Regions from separate parts of the Gossypium raimondii genome. Here region 2 is linked to region 1. Evidence: chromatin contacts called from public Hi-C data. All regions are on one chromosome and are shown on one strand. Each heading gives the region's core, a stretch centred on a gene start, on an enhancer-like site or on the middle of the called end of the contact. The rest is flanking DNA. Distances are from core to core; before and after follow the strand shown. Region 1 holds the start of LOC105778519 (protein FATTY ACID EXPORT 3, chloroplastic). Region 2 has its middle 28 kb from the start of LOC105776293.

Region 1 (3,920 bases), core at 442-2,941:
GAGGACTTGAAAGAAGCAAGGTAAAGGATCAAACTGTAACCTAATATAGCATTCATTCCTTCGTTTATACCAACATTAACTTTTAGCGCCCTATAATCATATTTTAGAGAACCAAGGCTGAAAACTTATGGTCATCAATGTCACACACAGTCTAGTTTCCATGTATAGATAACGGAAAATTAAAATGTTACAAGAACTTTATGAACCTGACTAAGGTTGTGAGAAAGCTGCCCAGAGTTGATGTCTGCAAAAAGGAATAATAAGAACACAAATCAGAAGCTGAGAACAAATTTGGTGAGGAATTAAAAACAATAAGGAAAACAAAAGGTTATACATAGAGATAGAAGCCCCACCTGAATCAGTGAGCTTAACGCCCTAAAAAATAAGACAGATGAGATGACTGCAGAAAATATTGTCCGGTTAGTAAACATAAAAGATGGTAATTTGATCCTATTAAGGATGTAAAAATTCAAAATTAAGAAAAAGGTTAACAACCTGCTTGCCCTTTGATGGCAAGAGGAGAAGACTGTCCTCCTTTGTATAATTTTAAGCTTGATACACTTGATGCTAGAAGAGCTCCACCTAGAATAACACCGAACCTAATTGCAGAAACACTCCCTGTCAACATGAAAGAAAGGAATCCCCCGACTGAAAGAATGGTACCTGCCAAACCCAAAAACGCACAAAAGAAATTTAAAGTTTCTGTTTATGTAATTCAACTTTTTCAAATAATGCTTTCTTAAACCGGTGTAGAATTGAAAATTGACAGGCATGATAGGGATAAAATTCACTGATTGTGTTAATGAATATGAAAATTTCCGATACCATAAGGTATGCCGACGTGAAAGTCAAGAACTTTGGAAATGTCATTGAAATCATCGGCAGAGGAATAGTATGTTCCGACAATTTCTTTGACTTGTGGAGGGGAATTCTCGGCTGCCGTTGAGAGGTAAACTTTGCCTTCTTCACTGGTTTCTTTAACTATTTCAATCAGATCGTTTCTGGCCTTTTCTGCTTGAATCTTAAGCTGCTCCGAAGTTTCTTTCAGAGTAACCAAAGCTTTCTTGGAGTAAACCTCGTAAGCTTCTTGGGACACGTTCTGCATCTTCAAGGCTTGTTCTTTGAAAGCTTCTAAAGCTCGTTGCCATGCTTCATTTGATGATTCTTCATTCTTTTCTCTCTCCACTTCTATTTCCGAATGCTTCTAAAAGAAATTCAAAAGTTGAAAACCATATTATTAGCAAAATTCAAAATAAAAGGATTTTTTTGAATCAAAAGAAAATTGCAAGTTATAAAAGGTCCTTTGAATTTCAACTCACTGATTCCTCGTGGGAAGCTGCGAAAGCGACAACAGATTGGCTGAAGGAAAGCCGCCGATCGAGTGGGCGAAAACTTAGGGCTAAACCTCTAGGAGCGGCGAGAGAGACTCTGCAGCCAGAAGGCGGCTTGAGCAGTAGAGACGGCGACAAACACGGTGGCAACGGAGAAGCGGAAGCACGGCTAAATGTCTTCAACGGCAGCAAGGCGCAGGTAGGGTTAAGACTTTTGATCGAATACATTTTCTCTATTACCAGTTTTCCTAGCAGTAAGCTAAGCTAAAGCGAAGAGAAGATAAGAGGGGGCTGTCTTTATTCGTTGCTTTCACTTGAATAAATGGATGTAAAACGGCGTCGGTTTAAAGAAAACATTATTTTGCCCGGGAAATAGGAAGTTGGAAGTTGGAAGTTGGAAGTTGGAAGAAACCGTTTCGATGCTATGCGATGCTTTGTTGACACGTAAATTGCTTTGAAATGTATATGAGTGGGCCCCAGAGAATCACAGTCGAAGCTCCAATATGGTACATGAAAACTACGTGGTTCTCTTCTCTTTCCAATTCTTATGAATTTATCATCACTCAATACTGTGATTATGAACTCTCCGCCGTTGGATGCTGTTTACCTTTTTCTCTTCTGTTGATAAATTGGATTTTTTAGTTGTTGTTCCAGTTAGTTTTTCTAATTTTTTTTATCATTAAATTTTGGGTATTACATAAGGGCATTTTACCAAAAAAAGCTATTTTTTTTAAAAATTATCGAAATGGGCCCATTATTTAATTATTTACCGAAATGGTTCATTTTCCGAAAAATCGCGTCCACGTCAGCGCGATGTCAGGGGAAGCGCAAGGAAATCGTGTCCACGTCGGTATGAAGTTGTCGATATAGCAACAAATCGCGCCTCTAGACGCGATTGTCGCCACGTCGAAAGCGCTACCGACATGGCCGCGATTTCCTGGCACATGTTTGCGGTCCGGGTGATGCGATTTTGCCGTTTTTCCCACGTTAGGCATTTTCGGCTTCTAGGGCTTAGGGTTCAGGCTTTTTAGGGTTTTTAGGTCCTGGAAGAAATAATTTCGAGTTGACGTTTCTGATCAAATAGTATAAAATCGCTTCTAGCAGGATACTATTTGAGAAGAATTTATGAAATCGCGCCCTAGTGGACGCGCTTTTGCTACAGTAGGTCATGGAAAAAATAATTTTTTTGACATTTCTGAGCAAATAGTATAAAATCGCTTCTAGCAGGATGCTATTTGAGAAGAATTTGTGAAAATCGCGCCCTCGTGGATACGCTTTTGCTACAGTAGGTCATGGAAGAAATAAATTTTTTTGACATTTCTGAGCAAATAGTACAAAATCGCTTCTAGCAGGATGCTATTTGAGAAGATTTTGTGGAAATCGCGCCCTCGTGGACGCGCTTTTGCTCTGAGAGCATGTTTAATGAGGCTATAAATTAGGCGTAAAATGCTCTCAGAATGCATAAGTCACAGTAGAAACAATTTAGAGAGGCTAAGAAGGCTAGAGTTTCAAATATGAGTGAACGTATTAGTGCTGTTATTTACTACGATGGTGAGGTTTGCCACACCAAGAATGGTGTTGTTTTTTTGTCGGAGAATACGGTGCGACTGGTTTTTAACCAGAATATAGATTTGACAGAACTTCGTAAAAGAATTAGGCGTAAAATTTTCGGAACGACGCCAATGAAAGTTCTGTCTATCACGTATCGATTTTGTTCTTTTGTTGATCAGGTGACATATGACTCGTTCGACATAAAAGGTGCTCATAGCTTGGAGGCAATGGTGCAGACTCATCTTGCTAGTGGAACACCTTATATTAAGTTATATGTACAGTTTACATCGCCAACTGATGTACTTGCGACCGGTGTTCGAGATGTATACACGACCCCTGGCCGACACTCGATTAGCGAGTTACAAAATATGGAACAGCCCATGTTTGGTAGCGGTGTCGAATGCACATCCCCTGCAAGACATTCTGTCGGTGGATGGGACATGTATGTCAGTGGCTCGACATTTGATGCTGGAAATACGTATTGGGGAACGGCATCAAGTTCTAGTGGGTGGCAATCTACATCTAATTGGGGACGTTATCAAATGCCCAGAAGAAGGGATGACGTACTCCCTACGACGTCAACCGGTGAGGGGACCTCGTACGCTGCAAATGATTGTGGGTTAGAAGATGACTCCGATATGGATCCACCTCGAGAGCCCGGGCCGAATGGTGCAGAAGTTGGCTTATTTTCTGAATTGGAGCATATTCCAACAAAACCTGAATATGCTGAAAGGAGTTCAGATGAAGAAGAAAATCCATGATTCAGAGCATACTCACCTCCAACCCACATGCATAATGTCGATCTGTCTGCAGATGATGCGTTAGAGTTTCCAAATCTACTACACCGGTTGCGTGATCGTACAAGTTCGGGGGGTAGATTCCGGTGAATTTGAAGTTGGTAATCAGTTTACCAACAAGGATAGTTTTATTGGTGCTTTGAAACAACATAGCATCAAAAACGGCGTTAACTACCACGTCATTAAACCCAAATCTGATAAGTTTGAGGCGAAGTGTGCGGTCCAAGACGACACATGTTCA
Region 2 (3,920 bases), core at 816-3,315, 110 kb after region 1:
TTGCACAGGACCTTGCCCATAAATAGCCTCCAAAATGATGATCAAGGGATCGACTCTCTGAGATATACTTGCCTATACTCTGCTAGTTGACCCTCAACACTTAGCCTTCATACTTTCTCCACTTTCACTATTTGCAATCTTCGGCTCTCGACCCCGATTGGGTGAACCGACCTCCATTAGCTCCACCACATCTTCCTACGTATTCCCTCGTTGTATCACTGTATCAACAGGGTGTGTACTTCTAGCCACTCAAATTAAATTCTAGTGGTTAGACCTACGAATAATAAATACTAAATCAATGCCTTTGGCTTGACCTTGACACTTATATGTGTTGAGATCATGCCAACTCTACTTTTGTAATAAATCCACGAGGAATTAAAAGCACAATGACCTCAACACCAAAGCAAAGCACATTGTGAGAAATAATCTCAAAACAACAATACTTTGCAAAAAAAAAACATAGTAATATGTTTATGTAAAATTATCTAGCTTCCCTCTTATTACATTGTTTTTGATAAATAATCCCAAGACAACAATCTTTTGAAAAGAAGACACAATAATTTTTATGTAAAATTGTCTTGTTTCCTTCCTATTATATTGTTTTTACGTAATCGTTTAATTTTTGAGGTTTAATGGCCAAATTTTCCTCAATAACTCTACTTTAATTTGATTAATATTAGTTTAAAATAAATTTATCACTACATTTTTAATTTAATATTAAAATTTATTTATTCTATTTGATTGAATTTGTTTACTAAATTTTAATTTTATTGTATTTTGTTATTCATTTTTTATGAAGAGATGATTTAAGAAAAATAATGTTTTTATGATTTTGTTTTAGTATTTGACAATAATAGTTCAATTAAGGCTTAGTATATGAGGCATTTTTTTAATGTGGTACATGTGTTAATTTTGGTCTAATTTGATACTTGTATATGATGTTAACTTTTAGTATTTAATTCAAGTTTTAGGGTTGATTTGATGAAAGTTAACTTTTAATACTCTTATTAGGTTTGAATTTTTATGATTTTGTTAATAGAATAAATTTAGTATTAATTGTGAAATTATTTAATTTTGTATTTAATTTGTCAAATATAATCGATGGATATGATTTAATTTGGGTTTAGAGTTGATTTAATGAAAGTTAAATGCTAATATTATTAGTTAATTATGAATTTTGTCAAATCAATTCTAAAACTCGAATTAAACAATTAAAAGTTAACATTGTTACTTTTGGGTATCAAAATATATAACTTTTGTCAAAAATAGGTGTTAGATTAGATAAAAAAAGTAATACATGTACCACAATAGAAAAAAAAGTGTCAAATTCAAGTAACAAAATTATATATTAAGCCTTCAATTAATTCAATTTTAGAAATTAAAAAATATTTTATAAAAATTAAATTGATTTTTTTTATTTTTCAAGTCAACCTTTTATTAAATAAAATGATGGGATAATTTTTTAAAAAATTAACATATTATTAATTATTTCAATAAAATATTAGAAATAACATTTTTTAAATTTTGCTTTGGAATCATCCAAATATAATAATGAAGGGTAAATTTTAATTGCAAAACAAATTAATAAAATTGAAATTTGAAGTAAAAATTGAAATCACATACAAAATAGAAAGAAGAGCAACGAAAGATTGGTGGCAGTAATTTTATCCTTTAACCCATTCTTGTTATTGAAAATAAGAAATTCAATTTAAACCTGACACATATTCCGGAGAAATTAAATTGAAAGCGATAGGTGGGGAAATTCCAAGCCCTCATTCATATTCATATCATTTTAAGCGTGAAGATGATTCAAATTCAATTTTATTTCTGGGGATGAACATATATTTATTTCAAAGTCAATTACGAATTTAATGCCCTACTCTTAAGGAATGTTTAAAAACAATGGAATTCCATTCCCAAAATTACAGCCAAAAGGCTTTTAAATTTCCGCGAAATTTCTTTATTCTCCCTGCAGTTTTTGAAAATGGGTTTAGCAAATGAAAACAAAAGCATGGAGGTTGGTCTGAGAAGGTTCGGGGACGAGCAGAGCACGCTGCTGGACCAGTTCGAGAGGCTCTCCTTTGAGGCGCAGTTGAAACAAGCTATATTGGGTCGGAGCCTGTCGGAGTCAAGCCTGGTTAAAAGGTGCCGCTGCTCGCAGTTGTTGGCACAACCGCCAGCGGCGGCGCAGGTGGGTAAAGGGCGTTGTGGGTCTGGTTTCAACAGGGTCCTGAAGAAGTTGATGAAACCAATACTTGGTGGGAAAGGAAATGCTGAAAAAAACCCGGTGACCAACCCTAACAATTCCATGTTTTTTAATGCTTTTAGCAGGTCTCTACGCTTCTGATGAAATAAAAATCTTGTTTCATTCCTTTTTGTCATCCCATTTTTCTTTTTGGTAAATGCCAATCAATTATCTTTACGTATTCATTAACCAGACTCAGCAAGTTCCAAAAGCTGATACTTCCCTTCACTTCTCCTTTTTTTTCCCTATCTGATTATATTTGGTCATCATTCCATATTCTCACAACAAAGACCGCCATTGCAAGTTTTGCATTTGGATGATTTTAAAGCAATAATAGTAGTGAAACTTTCAGTATCATGGAGCAGGATGCTGGCTGCTCAACGATATCATTCTGGCATTGTTAGATGTTAATTAATATAAACAAATAAATTAAACGGAAAAAAAATGTCTGAAAATGGTTCTTGGTTTTTTTTTTGAAAGAAGAGAAAATTTTCTTGGTTGGTGTTTTGGGGCTCTCTCTTCTTCTTGTTACTCATGTTTGGGCTTAGTCCAATTGATAGCATTTCACTAAAATGGCATTTACAACCGTTGGATCAACATGTTAAAACTACAACCACAATCAAGTTAAGACCGTTGAGTAGAGTAGGGACGTTTTAAAGGTCATCTTCCAAAATAGCACCCAGCTTTAATAAGCAGGGGCAGACATGCCGAAACTGAAAACCATGGAAACGTTGAGCAAGACGCTGGATCTCAGCGTGTATCGGACCAATTTCCGAGCCAGGTGTCTCCTGGTCGAGCGAATGGCAGCAAGAGCATCACCTTGGATTTCCTTGTCCAAGGCAAACAGCAGAGCCTTTAAGCAAGGAAAAAAAAAGAGTCGAGGTGCTTATTTCGCAGCATCTGATCCGCTACCAGAAGCAGGAGGCAGCCAACCTTGAAGTGCGCCGAATCAAATTCCGCTAGGTCAGGATCTGTCGCCTTTGCTGTTGAACTGGAAGCTTGTTGTTGATGAACAATTCGTAGAAATATTTATGGAATTCATAATTTCATTTCATTTCTAAATAAAAAATATAGCCCGAGTAAATTCATTGAAATGGTTTAGTAATACAGAGTCGTAGTCACTTTTCTTGAACAAAATTACTTGCTATAATTTTCACTCGTTTATTATATACAGTTCTAAGAGCAACTTGTTCTGCGTGACATATAAAATATAATAGTAGGGTACACGCCGCCGTTTGCCGGCCTGCGATATCTGCTGTCAATTTTCGAATTCTGAATGGATGAGCGAAAATTGGATGCACCTGAACCTGATGATGATCTCCTCTTTAGTATCCCCCAAAGGTATTAATGCATACATTTCCTTTTCTTTCACTCGTTTTAGTTTTCCTTCTCTCATTTTCATCCTCAATTTTTTTAACCTTTTTCTTTTTGGATTCTACTCGTGTTTGTTTTAACGATTTAATTCAATTTTTATTTTAAACATTTAATATGGTAGACAAGCCCATGAACGCCTAATCAGCTATAAAATATGCCCAATATTATGCTGACTCTCACAATAACATTCATTGAGACAAAATTCTCAGCCCAGATGCCCTGATCAGTTATGGCTAGGTTTTTCACTCGCCCAATTCAAATCACTAGGGTGAGAAAGGGAGGGCCGAAGGGCTGAAATTTG

The links. A called contact is a pair of places that touch in the nucleus more often than the background predicts.
Region 2: a Hi-C map of leaf shows a contact between it and region 1, with 2.0 times the contacts expected there. The contact joins the enhancer-like site here to the promoter of LOC105778519 in region 1. A contact is called at or near these places in 2 of 2 Hi-C or Micro-C datasets (both in leaf).

What each region holds. Positions count from the first base shown.
Region 1 is chr10:18,070,733-18,074,652 of ASM2569854v1, forward strand. It overlaps LOC105778519 (protein FATTY ACID EXPORT 3, chloroplastic), which reads right to left and starts at 1,692. Exons shown (of 7, transcript XM_012602243.2): 1 at 1,320-1,692; 2 at 826-1,204; 3 at 496-663; 4 at 354-400; 5 at 207-244. The coding sequence starts at 1,559.
Region 2 is chr10:18,184,621-18,188,540 of ASM2569854v1, forward strand. It overlaps the pseudogene LOC105775315. Among protein-coding and RNA genes, the nearest start is that of LOC105776293, 28 kb to the right of the region's middle. Within about 2 kb of position 2,066, the one cell type or tissue checked has open chromatin away from gene starts, as enhancers often do. A contact at or near this core is called in leaf, where this site is marked.